Regions from separate parts of the Cydia pomonella genome. Here region 2 is linked to region 1. Evidence: chromatin contacts called from public Hi-C data. All regions are on one chromosome and are shown on one strand. The core of a region is the stretch at or near the end of the contact, and the rest is flanking DNA. Distances in the headings are between cores, read along the strand shown. Region 1 holds the start of LOC133527689 (UMP-CMP kinase). Region 2 holds the start of LOC133527441 (peptidylprolyl isomerase domain and WD repeat-containing protein 1).

The links. Hi-C and Micro-C count contacts between places; a contact is called where the count stands out from the background.
Region 2: a contact with region 1 is called in a Hi-C map of whole body, with 4 times the contacts expected there. The contact joins the promoter of LOC133527441 here to the promoter of LOC133527689 in region 1. A contact is called at or near these places in 2 of 2 Hi-C or Micro-C datasets (both in whole body).

The regions. Positions count from the first base shown.
Region 1 is chr18:17,020,191-17,023,588 of ilCydPomo1, reverse strand. It overlaps LOC133527689 (UMP-CMP kinase), which reads left to right and starts at 1,957. Exons shown (of 1, transcript XM_061864808.1): 1 at 1,957-3,398. The coding sequence starts at 2,061. The coding sequence ends at 2,696.
Region 2 is chr18:17,186,956-17,190,161 of ilCydPomo1, reverse strand. It overlaps LOC133527441 (peptidylprolyl isomerase domain and WD repeat-containing protein 1), which reads left to right and starts at 1,839. Exons shown (of 12, transcript XM_061864456.1): 1 at 1,839-2,455; 2 at 2,580-2,740. The coding sequence starts at 2,338. LOC133527445 (CCHC-type zinc finger nucleic acid binding protein) reads right to left here and starts at 1,442. Exons shown (of 3, transcript XM_061864461.1): 1 at 1,283-1,442.

The sequences.
Region 1 (3,398 bases), core at 708-3,207:
ACATCACAGGCGAATTCGGTTGGTGCCTCATAATCGACATTTAATGCTGGGCTCAATTGAAAATTATTATTTTGGTCGTAAAGTAACTTGTTGATATTGTATATTTTCCTTGATATTTTAAGCATAATATTTTCGAGTGAAAACATACGTAGCCAACCTTTCTGAGGTCTTTTTTTTTCCTTTTACGGATACCTTGCGTTCCCGTAAAAGTGATTTTAACTGTGTTACAGTCAGACGTCCATATTTTGCATGAGGATCCATTTTGCGTTAAACAGACGATTATTAAGTACATGAAAATATCCTACATGCTCTTGTCAAAACAAAACTTTATTTGAATGGCTTTGAGACTATCCGACAGTTTCTCGGTCTCAGATACAAAGTTTAATACTTATAGAGTTTAATTATGAAGTATTATTTATGAAACATTGGTTTATTAAATACAAATATTTCTTTAAAGTTATAAATTTCATAAGAGTTGGTAGTTATCTCAAACTCTAGTGGCGCCATCTACAATTAGCATTCAGCCGCCTTGTGATTATATGCTCTTTGGCCTTCCCCATTACACTTAATTTGGTTCATCCAAGGAGTACAATGCCGAGAGCTGTCGCACGCCGAAAGAGTAAAGGTTTTTTTTGTACTGAATCTGCTGATACGGAAGACGTTAAAATAAATGTACTCAATATCACGCAGGCTATGCTCGTCAAACTCAAAATCTGAGGGCCTACCGCGAACCACGTTCGACGTGTTGCCTCTCTGTCGCACTTGTTAATTCGTACGTAAGTATGACGGAGAGGCAGCACGTCGAACGTGGTTCGCGGTAAGCCCTCTGCTGTAATTTCGACCGGTTCGTGTTTGGTGGAAGTAGTCATCTCGGTAGATTTAATCCGCCAATGTCAATGTTGCCAGATGCAATGCCTGTTCGTTTCCTATAGGGACCGTGCGTGTTGGAGGGTCTGTCATCTTGTGGCCTGAATCGGAACCATAAACATGTACATTTACACGTCACGTGTTTTCTTGTGCATAGTAGGTTCTGCCATCTTATGGGCTACATCTGAACAATAAACATCACAATTACGCCTCGCGCCAAAAATCTGACGGCTCCTGTGCTGCCTCCTACAGTTCATGCACGCTCCCTATACTACACTGGCACAGTTACCTCGTCAGCAGCAAAAGACGACAAATTATTTAAAAAAAAAATTCGCTCCTTTTTCTAATGACAAGTTAGGTGTGTTTCACTGTTGTTGGAAATGGATTCAAAACAATGAATATATTCAATAAATCAAATGACAATATAGTTAGACCAAGCTAATATGGCAGCGATTAATGATACCCAAGACGGTGCACGGGTTATTTTAAACGTCAAACTTCTATGAAAATTATGACGTTTACTTGACAATTGCACCTTTCAAAATCGCTCCCAATGTATCCAAGTGTATCATACTTACTTTACTCTTTATGATAGATAGATAGATACATTCTTTATCCATACCCACAAGATACATGGCATTAGCATCAAAATAAACAAAAAAGAAAAGTGTAAAATAAAAACATGCAAACTTAATTCAATAAAACATTTTTTTTAAATTAATACGCCATGTGTTGTGGCACAGAAAAGGCGCTGACTCAGCATAATGATCAAAGAATATAATACTCACTAGGATAATGATGCAGCAAGCCGCATCGCTGGTATTCTGCCAGTCTTTGGTTCTGTCTCTTTGGGCCAGACTAGACGTCATAATTTTCATAGAAGTTTGAGGTTTGAACCAACACTTGCACAGCCTGGGCTATCAAAATCGCTGCCAACTTAGCATGTTCTAATTCTATACTTTTTACACTGTGCCATTATTACATGAGGCCATAATACAAGAAATCAAGTCCGAGATTTTAATCAGTGAACGAAAATAAGATTTGAATAGTCCCGTATAGATCGATTTGTATCTTTCGTGCGGCAACACTGATCATAACGTCATTTCAATCACGTCTAACTCAAGGTTATAGCATTGCGCATGTTTTATAAAATAAATTAATTTCAACGAAGTAAATTAGTCGCTCTCCGTTTGATGCTATATCGTGTGCTCCGTCGCTTTTCAGTTTCATTCAACAAGATGGTGCCAGAAGTGGTGTTTGTGCTGGGAGCGCCCGGCTCCGGCAAAGGGACGCAGTGTTCCTTGATCTCTAAAGAATACGATTACGTGCACCTGTCCGCGGGGGATCTGCTGCGCGAGGAGCGGCAGCGGCCCGGCTCCGAGTACGGAGAGATGATCGAGGAAAAAATCCGTAATGGCGAAATCGTGCCCGTGGAGGTTACGTGCTCGCTCCTACACAAGGCCATGCAAAAGTCCGGCAAGACGCGCTTCCTTATCGACGGCTTCCCGCGCAACAAGGACAACTTAGATGGCTGGGAACGCGTAATGACTGACAAAACAAAGCTTCTGTTTGTACTTTTCTTCGAGTGTGGTCGGGATCTGTGCACGGAGCGGTGCCTGGGGCGCGGCGCGGCGGGCAGCGGCCGCTCGGACGACAACCTCGAGAGCTTGCAGAAAAGATTCAACACGTACCTGAACGATACCATGCCTATCATAGACCACTACGACCGCCTGGGCCTCGTGCGTCGAATTAATGCTGAAGTTGGCCCAGCAGAAGTGTTTGAGAGTGTCAAAAAAGTGTTCACAGCCGTTGAGAAAAGTGAAAGTTAATTCAATTAACATGTATGAATAAATAGGTCAATCTTAGTTGTAATGGTGTTTGACATGAAGCATTGTCATATCCTGTGCAATAGTTATTTATTTGTCAGCTATGAGTGAGTTTACAAGTTTTAATTATCCAGGGATTTTAAAGTGTATTAATAACACCAATTGGCTTAATAGCCATGTCAAGAATGAGATGATTGAGTTGAACAGAGTTTTGCATAATGTGATCACTGATCATGCTAGGTGATTAATTTTATTAAAGCAAAAGACCAGGACAAAGTAATGATTTCCCCACTCTCTGTAAAACTATGTTCATTTGTTACTAACCCTTTGTGTGCCGAACTCCTGCAGTGGGACGAAAATTAAATTGCCATGTCTGCCGGCCTCCATTTTTAAAATTTTGCCACATTTGGCAGGGGCTGGGCGGGGCTACACACCATCGTCCACGGAATTATGAAGTTTCTATAAGCCTAAAAGATCCTTGTCTAATGATTTAGCATTAGTATATGTCTGAGCGGTACAGAACTAATTTTTGACACTCAACTTTCCGTCAAGAGAGAGTACCTTACATTGTTATATTGTCCCGCAGCGGGACACTGGCAGACAAGGCAATATTTCTTCCTGGCAGCAGCGGGAGAACGGCATATGTACAGACTTGTACAAAATGGCGTCTGACACATGAAAAGCTAAACTTCTATGATATACAGA
Region 2 (3,206 bases), core at 590-3,089, 170 kb before region 1:
AAATAAAACAAATTGACAAGATGAAATACTTTCTCATATTCCTCCTAACTCGGGTTGGCCATGCCATACCACAGACAATTACTTTCTAAATTGATAGGGTCAGCAAGTTATTTAGGTCTAACTGTACTTTATATGGTTTGAGAAATTCCTTCATTTTCCAGCATTTTAAGTTTTACTTCAAGAAATTAGGTACAGGTTCATATAATTTTTGATACTATTATGATAATTAAATAGATGTAAAAAAAATAGCAATGACAAATAACAATTTCTTAAGCCAAAAATTAAAAAAAATACCTCGGACGAGTTTCTCATATAACTGGAAGATATTTGCCTGAGAACACCTAAATAACGGACATACAATGTGAATTGGATCATGTGTTTCTGGTAGACTAAGATTTTACGATACAGATTGGATTTATGTGAGAACATTGTATGTACAGAGAATGCAGTGTTGAAAGTTGCAATGTTACATTGTATAAGTATAACAATTATAATGTACCTATGTCAATATTACTCTAGGCTTTAAATATGTGTAGGATTTCTTACCAGAGAAACCAAATTGAAGAAATACAATATCTAAGTAAACATTACAAATTGCTTTAATCTTAGTTTTTATGTTGTGTAGCTTCATACATTCGAGTTTATATCAATGTAGAATTCGGGAGATATCACAATCTAACAAGAATCTTAATTACTTGCCATCTCAATACAGTGGCCAACAGGTTTGTGGCCTATAAAGTAACCTCAAACAGCTCACTTGTAACAAGTGCCTTTTGATGAATATTCACAGCACACTTACGTCGTGTATTTATACGATTTCTCAAGCGGCTCACAGTACATTGATGCGTCATAACCAATAGAGGAAAAAAGAGAAAAGTCGCTACGACATGCCGACGACAAGGTGAAAAGCTGACGTACGACACAACCTAAGTCAACATGAGGATCTTATTCACGATATCTCTACTCGCTATCAGTATATAAATACGGAGAAAGACGAAAAGCAACACATTTCACAACTAATTACCGTATCAAGATGTGTGTCAGAAAGCCAGTACTTGTCAAACTTGACCACGTTCAATAAACAACCTAAACATAACGCGGCAAATCTAAGCATGAGAAAATTTCACCTAAAACACACTGGAATTACACGAAATCGACAGAATCTCACGATGCATATAAAAAAAATACAGTTGGAAAGTACGTACGCGGGACGGTAGCCAAACCACGTGTAGAGGTACCGGTAGCGCGCGATTTAAGAATGATTACGACCCTTATCACTTACCGATTTTGTGTGAAACTTCAAAAACACTTAAATCACTATTATTTAGATCGTTGGTCGATCGAAATTTCTCTTGAATTAACAAATTAGCTGCAATTTATGACGCGTCGTCTGCAAGGAAGCCAGCCACCATCACTACGAATTCGTAAAAGACATTTTCGCCATAGACACCACTCGAAGTTTATGAAAACGAAAAAGCCATAAACAACAAAGGCGTTTTTTACACTTCTGGCAAATTTTGAACAAACCAATACTTTGTGGTTGTCTGTGGTAGTGTTACTAGAAATAAATTATGTTCCCACTTAAGGGACTAATTTTATTCCTAACGAAACTTAAACCTTTTTTTCTTACTTACATAATATAGTTGTAGACCCTTGCCGACAATGGTTATTGTTATTAAATCTACTCTACCTTTTTGCAGGACACTTTTTGTAGAGAAGGATGAAGAAAGGTAATGTGAAAAATAAATGTAAAGGCCCCTACACAGTGGTCAGTGATGGGCCATGCGTGGCAATGCGCAACTGTAGGCCTTCATCATGTGTTCACACGACGGTGCATGGCTCATTGCTGCCTGGTAAAACATTTGCTATAGACGTGAAAGTTCTTACGGCCGAGGCTATTTATCTGTATACTGCTTATATATATACTAGGTACATATGAAAGTGTGCGCAACAAATTTATTAGAAATTAATGGCGTGACACAACAGGCCACGCTACCCCACGATTCCTTGTGGTGAAAAATGTAGGTGCGAAGGGTTTTCGTTTTGTTTTTGAATTTGAATTTCGTGCCTTTTTCTACTGACAAAGTTGTTTAACAGACTACAATTTCATTTACTGAGGAAATTAAGAAGAATCTTCTGGCAATGCCTTCACAAAAAAAAATATCCTCTTGATGCTGTCATTACTTCATTAGTGAGTGTCATTTTAGTTGTCAAAGTCAAATCAACTCGTTTAGTTTTTGTTCGGCTTTAATTACATAGCGTCTTATCATATTTATCAAAACATACATATTTTACTAGTCTAGCTCGCATATAACATCAATAAAAGACTCATAAAACATGTCTGCGGAAAAGAGGCCGGCCAGTCCAGAGAAAGCAGACGAATCTGAAGATGCCGACGCCTGGATCGGTCCTATGCCTTCAGAGGCGGCTGTACCCAAAACTAAGAAAAGAAAAGGTACTATGAGGTCTTTTATTTATTGTTGCATGCAAGGGATCTGTTTTTAATTTAAAAACTAATTAAATGTCTAGAAGATTCTAAGTGATTTAATCATGTGCTAATATTTTGGTGTTTGCCTCAGTTCTGGAGTTTGAATCCTTGTATTTGGAGAACCTGCCGTCCTCGGAGACCTACGAGCGGAGTTACATGCACAGAGATGTGGTCTCTCATGTTGTTGTCACCAAAACAGACTTTATTGTCACAGCCAGTCAAGATGGACACCTCAAATTTTGGAAGAAACAGGTATTTTTTGAGTCTATCATATATTCATACAAATTTGACATTTACAGTGCCTAATCCACTAGAGTTGTGCATGCTTGTTTACTGAAAAGATTGCTCCAAACTCACAAATGTACTAGTTCAGTCTTAGTACAGTAGTACATCAAAAGAAACTGAGCTTAATAATGTAATGGAATGGTTTGTGTCGACATATTATAAAATAGTACATTTCAAAATTTGTTATCGTGCTTACTCCCATGCCATTGCAACGAAGTGGTGATTAATAAACTAATAATAAACTGTGAGACCAATTTACCTACTGATAAATCTACATTATATAGTACTAGGTAACAAAATAATGGATATAAAGCTAAAATTACAAATATGGTTTATGGATACAGTAACACATTCAGATTTATGGTAGCAGAAGTAGATTTATATAGACACAGTTTAGTGAGTGAGTAAAAACAGCATGGCCCATGGAACATCT